Linked DNA regions of Arachis hypogaea: region 1 is linked to region 2. Evidence: chromatin contacts called from public Hi-C data. All regions are on one chromosome and are shown on one strand. Each heading gives the region's core, a stretch centred on a gene start, on an enhancer-like site or on the middle of the called end of the contact. The rest is flanking DNA. Distances are from core to core; before and after follow the strand shown. Region 1 holds the start of LOC112701634 (mitogen-activated protein kinase kinase kinase 20-like). Region 2 overlaps LOC112703544 (receptor-like protein 14).

Evidence for each region. A called contact is a pair of places that touch in the nucleus more often than the background predicts.
Region 1: a contact with region 2 is called in a Hi-C map of leaf, with 1.7 times the contacts expected there. The contact joins the promoter of LOC112701634 here to the enhancer-like site in region 2. A contact is called at or near these places in 2 of 8 Hi-C or Micro-C datasets (both in leaf).

The regions. Positions count from the first base shown.
Region 1 is chr7:77,311,351-77,317,240 of arahy.Tifrunner.gnm2.J5K5, reverse strand. It overlaps LOC112701634 (mitogen-activated protein kinase kinase kinase 20-like), which reads right to left and starts at 2,137. Exons shown (of 1, transcript XM_025752373.1): 1 at 1,580-2,137. The coding sequence starts at 2,137. The coding sequence ends at 1,580.
Region 2 is chr7:77,195,998-77,202,185 of arahy.Tifrunner.gnm2.J5K5, reverse strand. It overlaps LOC112703544 (receptor-like protein 14), which reads left to right. Exons shown (of 8, transcript XR_011864171.1): 2 at 2,063-2,218; 3 at 2,500-2,574; 4 at 5,728-5,802; 5 at 5,929-6,188. Among protein-coding and RNA genes, the nearest start is that of LOC112701627, 17 kb to the right of the region's middle. Within about 2 kb of position 4,390, at least 1 of the 3 cell types and tissues checked has open chromatin away from gene starts, as enhancers often do.

The DNA.
Region 1 (5,890 bases), core at 888-3,387, 120 kb before region 2:
TAATTCATCTCTTCATCTTGATTTTGATGCTGAAAGTTGAATTTTTACTGATTATCATCACCGCACCTTGAATCTGTTGCTGTCTTGTTGAAAAAATCATTAGCTAAATTTTTTGTTGCTATAATTCATCACTGCACCTAGATCTTGTTGCTGAAAATATCACTAAACTAATTTTTTGTTTTTGAAAAAATTCACGGAGTTGAATTTCTTAATGATTATCATCACTGAAGCTTGACTCTATTATTGTCTTGCTGAAATAATCATTTAGTTAATTTTTTTTTGCTGCAAATCTATAAATCATATTTTGAGCTAAATCTTTTGTTGCTGAAAATTATTATAGTTGAATTTGTTGTTGAAAATGAGGTTCATGTTCTGTGCAACTCATAATAAAATTGTTCAGTTAAATTATTGTTCCCATGCTCTCTATTTTTTTGCTAGAATTTTTAAAATGTCTTCATCACAACTCAGTTGCATAATATTAAATTTAGGAGAAAAGATAAACAAATAATAGAATTTTTGAAATTTCATCAATTATTTTTCCATCACCCTTAAATAGCTAGGCTATTTGTAGTTTTTATTATAAATACTACAACTAGAAAAAAACAAGTTAATAATCCCCTAGAAAGAACGAACAGTGATGAGAAAAAAAAGAAGAAGAAAGATAAGTTAAGCATACAATTTAATTAATGAGTCCAATCCCTCCCTTTCAATTTCACATCCTTGCATCTTAATATTGTATGTATATTCTGCACTCACTTATTCCTCTTTGAGGAACACTAAGAGCTCAACAAGTGACACAAGTTTTACCTATTGATGATATTGCTCATAATTGATGTTATTCAGAGTTCAATAAATTGATGGTTTACTACTTCTAAAAGAATAACAACACAAGTTAACATTTTTCTATCTAATTAAACTATTTGATTATATACTAAAAGCAAGATTATAAAAGGAAGAAAGAAAAAGAAAATTGAAACATAAAAAGGAACTTATAACATCTGAAGCACAAATAGCAAACAAAATTATTGTTATTAACATAGTTTACTCAATCTTATAAACCACCATAAATGTTAAGGAACAGACTCATTATTCATCAATATTTTATACAGCTTTTCTATTTCCTAAGACCGCCCGACTCCAACTCTCTTTCGGCAAAGCCATCAAGGAGAAGAAGATGGCCTGACCCAAGAGACACTACAGCATAGCCATCCGGCCTTGGACAGGGGACACAATAAACAAAACCATTCAATCTTACCATGTCATCATAATATCTCTAACTACATAAACTATAAATAAGATTGCAATGAAACTAACTAAGAAAAACAATCATAGCTAAGTTGCAAGATAATATGAATGAAAAAGTGTGACATAAAAGAAAGGATGATCAAGAAGCATCTGAGCAAGCCACCTCTTGCTAGGATCTTTCACAAAGCACTTTTCTAGAAAATCATAATAGAAAAAATTGATTCCTTTCGGCTTCTTGGGTGATAGGTTCAAGATACTCAATAAAACCTCAAATACTCCTCATTAAGCAAAAGGTTCTCACCCCATGCAGGAAATCTAGTGAGCATTTCAATCACTATGCAACTAAGTGCTCATATATCCCTCGGAGCATCATTATGCCCGAAAAATGCTCCGGCGACAAGTACGACTGCATACCTCTAGACTTGGACTTCCAAACCTCAACATCTGCTTTCTCCTTTTTGGTCTTAGATAATTCGAAATCCACAATCTTCAATTGACAGTTTACACTCTCTTTGTCCAGTAAAGGAAACAGAAGAATGTTCTCTGACTTGAGGTGACAGTGGACGATTCCTTTGCCATGAATATGCGAAAGCCCTTTAACAATCATGCGTGCATACTTCAATAGAAGATTGATAAAGTACTGCTCGTTCTCTACCATGATCTCAGTTCGAAAGCCTCGAATGATTTCTTGGCAACCACTGCTTTCACCTTCGCACAATGATTTGAAAATCTGTTCTTCTTTCTTCAATGAGAATGCCAATCTGGGAATGGAGCTCTTCATAGCAATGAAGCTCTGATACGGTGTTTGTGTATCAATAACAATTGCAAGATAAACAATACCATAAGAACCCGCTCCCAAGACCTTCAGTTTCTTCCATTGTAAACTACTCATCTTTGATTGAGTTTTCTTACTCCTGTATCAACATCAAATGTTACATGTATACAGTGATCAAATAATATTATTTATCAATATACAAATTTTGAAGTACCTACAGTAGGCTAGTTCTTTTGGCTTTTCTTGTGGATTATGAATTGTGTCGTTTTGTGTTCTATTAATTATTACTAAGTTTGTTATAGCTTGTGCTATTTATATTAATTACTTTTTATCATTTGAACGAGTAGATTTCATTAGCAGCAAGATAATATTTTTGTTTGCATATATAATAGAAAATATAAAGACAGTGTCAGTAGGAATAATTTAAACCAAAAAACAAATTCAAAAATCTTGAAATATCTCTATCTTATGACAATTTTAAACCAACTTTAATTTTTAAACCCAAATAAAAAGTGAAATAAATATCTCTATCCCTATTTTCTTAAGGATTATAAGAATTTGTTAGTTAAAAAGGTTATGAAATAGAGATAATTTAATTTCAAAATCTTTGCCTTTGTTTCATAGTATTTATGTCTACTATGATCTCCATAATTTCTTTTAAGGTTTAAACGTCAACCAAATATTTCATTTGCAAATCGATCTATCCATCTACTTATTTAGTCTAGTTTGATTATCCAAAATTCAAATAGATGATATAATTTAAATTAGTGATTTAATTTAATTTGATAAAAATAAATGTACTCATTTTGCTATATTTATATGATTAATTATGATTAGTATTTTAATTTCCAATAATTGAAGAGCAGAGTGTCTGGTCATTGGACAAACTAGTTTAGGTTGCTTGCTTATTAGACGAACTGCATATATTATCCCAAAAAAATAGTTTTTTAGAAATAATAATTTTTTATTTATATAAAAAATATCCATTAATTGTGCCTATCATTTTTTTCCTTTATTATTTTTAAGTATTAAGAATTCTAGGAGATACATATTGGTTTATATGTTTCTACGTGGTGATTGCATTGAAATATTCATTGAATCTGAGGATAGTTTAAGGTTTATGGTTAGGTTTCATAAACAAAAAAAGTACCTAACAGCCAATGAATATTGGTTCTATCATTTTTTGCTTTAAAATATGAAGAGATGAGTTTTTGTGATTAACCTCATATGATTTGGACTCTCTTGCTTTCACTGCTGAGTTTATATGTTAGCTCTAGGTGCTAATTTTGCAAAGAGTTCTTGATTAATACAAAATTTACAATTGAGTGAAAAGAGTAATAAAGCATCATCTTGAGTATGTACATGTTACTAAAGAATTCGGTACAAAACCAATGCTCATCAAGAAGGTACAATAGTATACATTACATCTAACATGTCCGTTTTTTCTTTCATCTCCATCTCATGCATCTTATGACTTGTGATATCACTACAAGAGCGAGCTCTTGATATAAAAAACAACAAACATGGTGTTTAGCTATAGTTAAAACCGTGGCTAAAACCTAAAAAATTTTGACTAACACAACAGCCATGAAAACAGAACTGTGGCCATTCGGGGTGTTGCATTTATGATTTGTCACGGTTTTTTGGCTTTTAGCCACAATTTCAAGAACTGTAAAGAATTTAACTTAGCCACAACATAACAAAAATTAGCCACAGTTTTAATCGTGGCTAAATCCCATGATGAAACAAAAAAATTATTGGCCACAACAAATTTGCCATGGTTTTAACTGTGGCTAACTATGAAGATTCCAATTAAAAAGTTATATTCTACATTTTATTATAATTATATCAAATTTGGCAATAAAAAATATTTTCTTTTATATATATGAAATAAATTCAACATCTATACATATAGGATAGAACAAAGAAATTTAACAATGTAAAATAACAAAAAATACATAGAATTAACACTTAGAATTAACATTTCATCGTGTGTTCAATCAAAGGATTGGTTGTTAATAGCTTTCAACCTCCTCTGCAACTTCACTAGTTAGAGCTAAACATTGTAAGTGAAGACTTTCAATGTCTCCTGGAATGCTGGAATCATGCAGTAACGAACACGAGCTCAATCGTTAACGATCTGTGCACTGCCATGAAAAAAAATTATGCAATGGTGGGAAAGAAATATAGTGAAGCAAAGCAACAAGAAAAAAGTGAGACCCAACTTCAATGAATCAATGAATGACATGACTTATATTATTTGTGCTTTTTCTTGATCTGCCTCTCTTCTACATGTCCTCCATCATAATCCAAAATTCTTGAAATATTAATTTCATTTCATAATGTATTAAGTAATTAAGCATGGCGATAAAATCACGTACAAGATAGAACCATGTAACTATAGTAGAGTTGCTTTTACATCCAAGTAGTTTCTGAAAATTTTCATTGTATAATATCACCATCACCATTCCTACCTACAAACACGATAAAACAATCACCCACCTTTTTAATTAGAACATGATAAAAATTCTCAACTATATAAAATTTTCTTTACACTAGGTCATGAATTGACTTCTCTAAATATATTAGTAGAGAGTGTAAACTCAGGGCACATAATTGAAAAAGAAAGATACAACGTGAAAGCAGAAAACCAGAGCAAGGTGACAAAAACTCTTGCAACAGCAACACAATGTCAGATTGGGCCGAGATTTTATAGTTTAATGAGGTAGAGCTAATTAAGAAAAGAATTTTGACACTAATTTTAAAAAATTTGGCCCGAGATTGGGCTAAACATGCCGAATCGGGCCCATATTGGGCCTCCCAATGGCTCATTAATGAAAGGCAACATCCCTTCCTTCCCCACTCAAAAACTACATATGCTGAAACACTCTTGGGGAAGAGAAGAACAAAGAACCCCAACTCTAAACCCTTGATTTGATTCAAATCCAAATAACTTTTGATCTGGAGCTCTGATCGCCGCACCATTTGCGGCCAGGCGACCGCAGCTCTACTATAACACTCTACCACAGAGAGTCTTATGCTTAAGTAATAAGACAGAGGTAGCGAGGTATTATGACTTCTAAAAATAAAATTTAGTATATATAGTAGTGTGAAAATGTGTATAACTAAGAGCCTTTGAAGAAAAATGGGTAAATCAAAATCTTTAAAATGAAAGCGCAACACTTCGATCAATAACGTAAACGAAGCAGATAAAGTAAGACGACATGGATATATGTACAATAGAGTGCCAAGATACAGCTAGCAAAGCCTAGGTCTTGGTTCGCGAAGGTAACCAGTCCGAGCACATAGTTATACATGTATAGATGTATAGGAACAACCCAAAAGAAAACCCAAATACAGAGTTACTAAATCTGAGTCTCCAAAATAACCTCTAAGAGGAGTCAACACAGTATAGATATATACAATGGGGATAATAAGTATCTAAGTAAGTACATAAAACCAAAATAAAGTCCTGAGAGCTAAGGATCTTCGCTAAAACAGAAGTCTCCAGCATCCTCAATGAGGAGCCTCACGTCCTGCATCTGAAAACCATAAAATTCGCATGGGTGAGAATCAGAGGTTCTCAGCATGGTAACAGTGCCCACATATCTAACATATAATATCCTGGCAAAGCCGAAGGCAATCCTAGAACTCCTAAATTCATAATTAAAGCGTATAAACATAACTAAACCCTTAGAAATGAAAATAGGCAACTAACTAAGGATCTTTAGTCTAACAAAAACTCCCTTTTCCATCTCCTCTGAATCTCCCAACCGCCACCGATAATTTTATACGGAAACACAATTATATCAAGTAAAGAAATCACAAACAGGAAGCAGATATAGCAGTTAAACAAGTGGCCAGTATTTA
Region 2 (6,188 bases), core at 3,141-5,640:
ACTTTTCAAAGCATATCAATTATAAACCTTTTTTAAAACCAACCCGAACCTTCCCAATTCAGCATTAAATGTTTCCCAACACATATTTCTAACTTCCTCATTCAATCCAAAACCTACCAATTCTCCACTTTCATCAAACTCAAATTCAAAGTTTCAAATTCAACCATATTCAATACTTCAAGTTCCAACAATACTCAACTTAATCAACGATTATGCATACCAATTAATATCGCGTACAAATTACATATTCATCAACAAGAGCATCAATCTTAACCTTCAAAACCATTAACCATATAATCAATACAATGCACCTCAACCAATTAACAACATCAATAATTCAATTCCTATCCTAGGGTCACTAGCCTAAGTGTTCACAATACATTATATTTTACATACGAGAAATCGAAACCATACCTTGAACGATTTCCCGATAAACCCGGAACACCTCAAGCGTTCTCGTACCACAAGCTCCACAACTCCAACCCCCTCACTAATGACACCCAGCCTCCAAAGTTAATCCTCTAGCTTCCGATTTCTCAAATTAACTCCAACCGATAACCAATTTTAATCTAATATCACAATTATCAATATAATCAATATAGAATTTACTAATTCAATATTTTCACAAAGGGTTTGAGGGTTCTTACCTGACCCACAACTCAAACAAGCTAACCTGACAATACTTGCAAGTTAACTCGAACCTAAACACCGAAATCATGCAAAATTCAGCATAAATTCATATTGAGTTTCGAAATTGGGAAAGATAAAATTGAAAAGGAAAAAGTGGCTTCCTTACCTAATTAAGTTTTGGGCTTTACAGAGCTCGACGCTATGGTCGTGTGGCCGCAAACGTTGCAGTGATCAGAGCTTCGAATTGAAAGTTATATGAGATTTAGTGAAGGGTTAGGGTTTGGAACTTACCCTCTTCTTCCCTCTTGTGTTTCTGCGTTATTCACATGCATAGGAAAGAAAATGAGCTGAAGCTCATTTATATTAAGGAATTGGGTTGGGCCTTGGGCCCAATACGTGCTTGGTTTGTCCAATTCGGCTCGTTTGGCCTAATTTTTGACCAAATTCTTTAAAATTAGTGTCAAAATTCTTATTTTAATAAGCTCTACCTCATTAAACTATAAAATTCTATTTTCTAATTATTTTGATTAATAATTAATTTATTGGCTAATTATTTTTACAAATTTTTTGGGTTTTACAGAGTTTGTCCCAGATAGGATTAGGTTGAATCCTAGGAAAATTGGTGTTTGTAATATTTGAAAGATAGTGAAAATTTCACCACTGTTGTGGGAGGGACTAGATATAAGTCGCATTGTACATAGTGACTGAACCAGGATATATGGCTGTGTCACTTTTTTTTTCTCTGTTTTAATTCTGATTTTATCTTCTAAGAGACAAAACAAAATTATCTCCTACTTATTCTAACCAACAAGACGTCACAGCTACTTTTCACTCATACAATTCAGTTCTAACTCCTTTATTAAAAAGAGACAAAATAAAAATGTCTCCTAAACTTTAAAAAAAAAAGACTTAGCAGATTCTCAATAGTTCTATCCAATTTGAAGTAAAAACAAATAATGTAAAAAGAGGCCTATATTCAATCTCCCATTTTCTAAGTTACTAATATCCATCAGGTAGTTATAGCAATTAGTAAATTAAAAGTTAATTATTTTAGCTAATGCATTATGACTCCATCTCCCTTTTATTTCTAGCTCTATTGTTTGTATATGTGTGTCAATAATATAGATTTCATCCTTATTCTCTCAAAATATCCCTCTTTTTCTTTCCCAAATAATACACTTGGTTAAGAGAAAAAGATAAAATAAAAGTAAAAGACTCTTTTAATTTTATTTTATTTTATTTTAATATTATTATTATTTTTTTTCTTTTCTTTTTTTTGCGTAGGAATTCCAAATGTGTCAAATAAGACCTTTTTTTTAAAACTAGTTTAACTACCTATCCGAAGGTGATTCACCCTTCAAACAATATATGCATGATTATCTTTATTCTTTGGTTACGTTATGGATGTGATTTTTTTAATAATCTTTTGAAGGCAATAGAAGCAAGTCAACATTAAAAAAGTTGGAGAATTTAGATCTCAGTTCTAATAACTTCAAGAAGAGTGTAATGGAATTCTTTTCTGGTCTATCATCCCTCAACAATTTGAACCTTGCTAATAACATTCTTGGTGGACTCTTTCCTAGCAAAGGTATGAATTTGCATGAATTATTAGGACATAATTTTCATGCACTATAAGTATAAATCAATTAAAAGAGTTTTATGTAAAAAATCAACTTGATATTACGATATTAACAAAAATAATTAATTTTCAAACTTACTATTTAAAAAATTATCTAAATACATAAATCTAATTGGATAATTGTATGTAAAATTTTTTATTGTGTTCATGTATTAAAATTAAATTCTTATATTATTTTATACATAAGGATTTGTTTAATTTGTAGATTCTGATTAGAAATATTTGTTTAGAGATATCACATCTGCAAAACTTGGTGATGTTGGACTTGAGTTTTAATTATCTTTATGGCGGCTTGACAACTCAAGGTACCCATTTCTATTTGAGGATTCATTTTTATCTTGTTTGGTGGGTTTATCGAAATTATTGTGTTATTCGTATTATCTATCTAAAAGCATTAGGTATAATTCATTAGTTATAAGGACAGTGTTAGGGTCAGCAAATTTTGTGATTTATAGTCATTAATTAGTTATAATTAGTATTTTTAACAGTGTAAGATTATATCTAATGGTATATAATTATTCACTTTTCTTTTGATGGTTAAGTGCTGGCCAAATTTTAATAAAAATGCTGTCCCCTAAACTTTTTCTTAGTTATATTATCTATAGTTGATTTTTATTCAATTTTTTTTTTCGTTTAGGAATAACAATGCAATTGGGGGGAATGCAATTGGGGGGAGGGATAGATTTTCGGATCTAGTCCTATTTTATAGGGGTGAGCACGGGTAGCGGATATCCGATTACTCGTCTGAATTTAAACCGAACTAATTAAATTGATTTTGGAATCAATGGGTAATCGGTTCTAATCCGAACCAAACCGATAGTCTTTGTTAGTAATTAGTTCGGGTATTAATTTTGGGGGTGCAGAACCCGAACCAATCCGCAAACCCGATCATATATTAATTAAATAAAAAAAATAAAAAATATATATGACTTTTCTATTAGACAATGATTATTCACTATTAATATGTTTGGATTTTAATGAGTTTAGTTTTCAATGTATTTGGTGTTTAACATGTTTGGATTATTTCTATTGATGTTACATGTTTATTGTACTTGTTGAATTTTTAAGAAAAAAATTTGATTTTTTGTTTTATGAATTTTAAAATCATCGGGTACCTAATTACTCATCGGTTTGATTTGGTTCGAATACATGTACAAAAAATCACAAGTTCAAACCAAACCAAATCCATTACATTTGATTGATTTAGTTCTAATTTTACCATAAACCCAAACCAAACCGACCCGTGCTCACTCCTACTATTTTATTCTATATAAATCCTATCCTGTTAGAACTACTCGTGAATCATAAAAATTTGTATCCTAATTCGTTCTGTGGAGTACTTGTCCATGGCCGGATATACCCATATCCGATCCCGTTTCCCCCCAAGCACCAACTGTCTTATCAAAATTCACCACGAACTAGGTTGGATAATTACCCACCCCAACTAAATAAGAACGAGACGAGTACTCGCAGGTACAAATTATATTATTATCTCTATTTTAGTCATTTTGATTACATTGTAAACTCAAAATTCGATTGCAAGCTAAGTACGATTAAACGGAGAAAGTTTTGAACTGACATTATATTTTCACTTAGTGATTAAAAGTTCGTTTTTGTAGTGACACATATAAAAATAAGGAAGATCTACTATATTTTAAAACACCATTAAGAAGAGTTTATTAATGAAAGGATTATTTTAAAAATACTTAAGAGAATGACCATTTTTTTTTTTAAGTAGGCATTATATTCTTAGTTGTTGTTGTCAATTGTTTTACTATATAACCAAATCTTAAATGAGCGTATGAGACAATGGGTGAAAGTATCTACATAAAATTCTAATGCTAAAGTCAGCAGATATTTTAATAGAAATATATATCAAACTGGATTAAAATTACCTGTGTTGATGTAATATTTATAGAAGTGTGAATTTAATGTAGCTGACTATTTCAAAATGGGAGAACTTACTCTGTAGATTGAGGGCACTTAACTATCCTCAATATGAGGAAGGTTTTATGCATAAAAAAAAAAAAAAAAAGTTATTCCCTCTACACGTAGTGATTTTGGAGGAGTGAGGGAAGCATATGGCTTGCTTCCTAAGTTAGATCGGGTCATGGATGAAAGAATCCGAATTGGAACCCTTTTGGATATAGGTGATCTATCAGCCGTCAGCACGTTGGGTCAGATCGAGTTAAACTTTAATATAGAAACAGGATTGGGCTTCTTGAGTTATTGAACTCATATAGAAACGGATAGAAAAATTTTCGATATTTCAAGTTCAAATATTAACATTTGGCAATAGAATTGCAAATTAAACTTATTTTAGTTCGATTTAGTTGGAAATTAAATATGAGAATTAGAATTATCTAAATAATTGAAAATTATATTTTTATTTTATTTCAATATAATTTTTTTAGAGAGCAGAATTGAACATGAATCTTCTAATATAAAGACCAACCTAATAACTACTAGGCTGATTTCATTATGGTTATTTTCAATGCTTTTTAAAATATATTTTTTATTTTCACATTATATCCTAATTAATACACGATATCTTAAGTATATATTTTATTATTATTTTTAACTATAAACTCATTCTTAAATTAATTATATTTTTATTTAATAATAATTATAAATTTATTTATTTTTTTATAATTATATGATATTTATTAATATTTTTTTTAATAAATACTTATAGTATATAATAGTATAATAAATATAAATTAATTAATAAATTATTAAAATTTAAAAATAATAATTATTTTATTATAAAAACAAAATAAAAATATTTGATAGAATAAAAATAATAAATACTTATTGTTTTTGTTCTATATTATTTTAGAATAGTTTGGTTATTTTTAAAATATTAGTAGTAAAGATATGTATTTTAAATTTTAATTTTAAGTTTTTGACTATTTTATATTTTTATTTACATAGTATCGGGTCAATCAGTTCAATAAATGACCCATCAGTTAAATCAATAACTTAGTGACCCAATAATTTGATCGTTTTGATCACCGATTCAATTCTGATAACTATGTTTGAGGATATTCTCAGCGTGTTTCAAATCTACTATTAAAGATTTGACTATTAATGCTTTTTTTTAAAAAATAAAACAAAGAGAAATGCTAGGAGACTAGTAGGTTTTGTAATTTGTAGTCAATTAGTTATCATTAGTATTTTTAATAGTGTGAGATTAAATTTAATGATAAAAGATTACTCATTTTTTTTAATGATTAAATATTGGCCAAATTTTAATAAAAATGCTGCTTTTCTAAACTTCCTCTTGAAGAAAATTACAAACATACACCAAGTTCTCTTTAGGTGCAACCTGTTTTTCTTTTCTTATTTAAACCAAAATAATAAGTTGAAATAATTAAATATGATCATGTGTATATATCAGATTTTGTTACCCACTTATTATAGCATCTAAACGTATTTCTCTATCTATTCTTGTAAAGCTTTGGCAAATCTAAGCAAGTTGCAAGTCCTTAAATTAGGTCAATTATCTCTCAGTGGATCTCTCCCAATTCAAGGTGAGCAAATCTTCATTGTTACCTCCAAAAAAGAATTATGTTTTTACCCTCAGCTTTAATTTGAATACCCATGATGACATGATGTAAAATTAAATTCTAATCATGTTATATACTACTCATATGTAGGTTTATGTAAAATGAAACAACTAGAAGTGCTAGACTTACATAGAAATGCATTCGATGGAACTTTGGATGCATGTGTTGCAAATTTGACGTCGCTTCGAGTTCTTGATCTCTTCGGAAACTCCTTAACCGGGAACGTTTTTGAACCTTGGATTTCTAGCCTTGCATTGTTGGAGACCCTTTCCCTGGGTATGAATTCATTTGAGGGCATATTCTCATTAAACATGTTGGCTAACCATTCAAAGCTTAAGGTGTTAGAACTC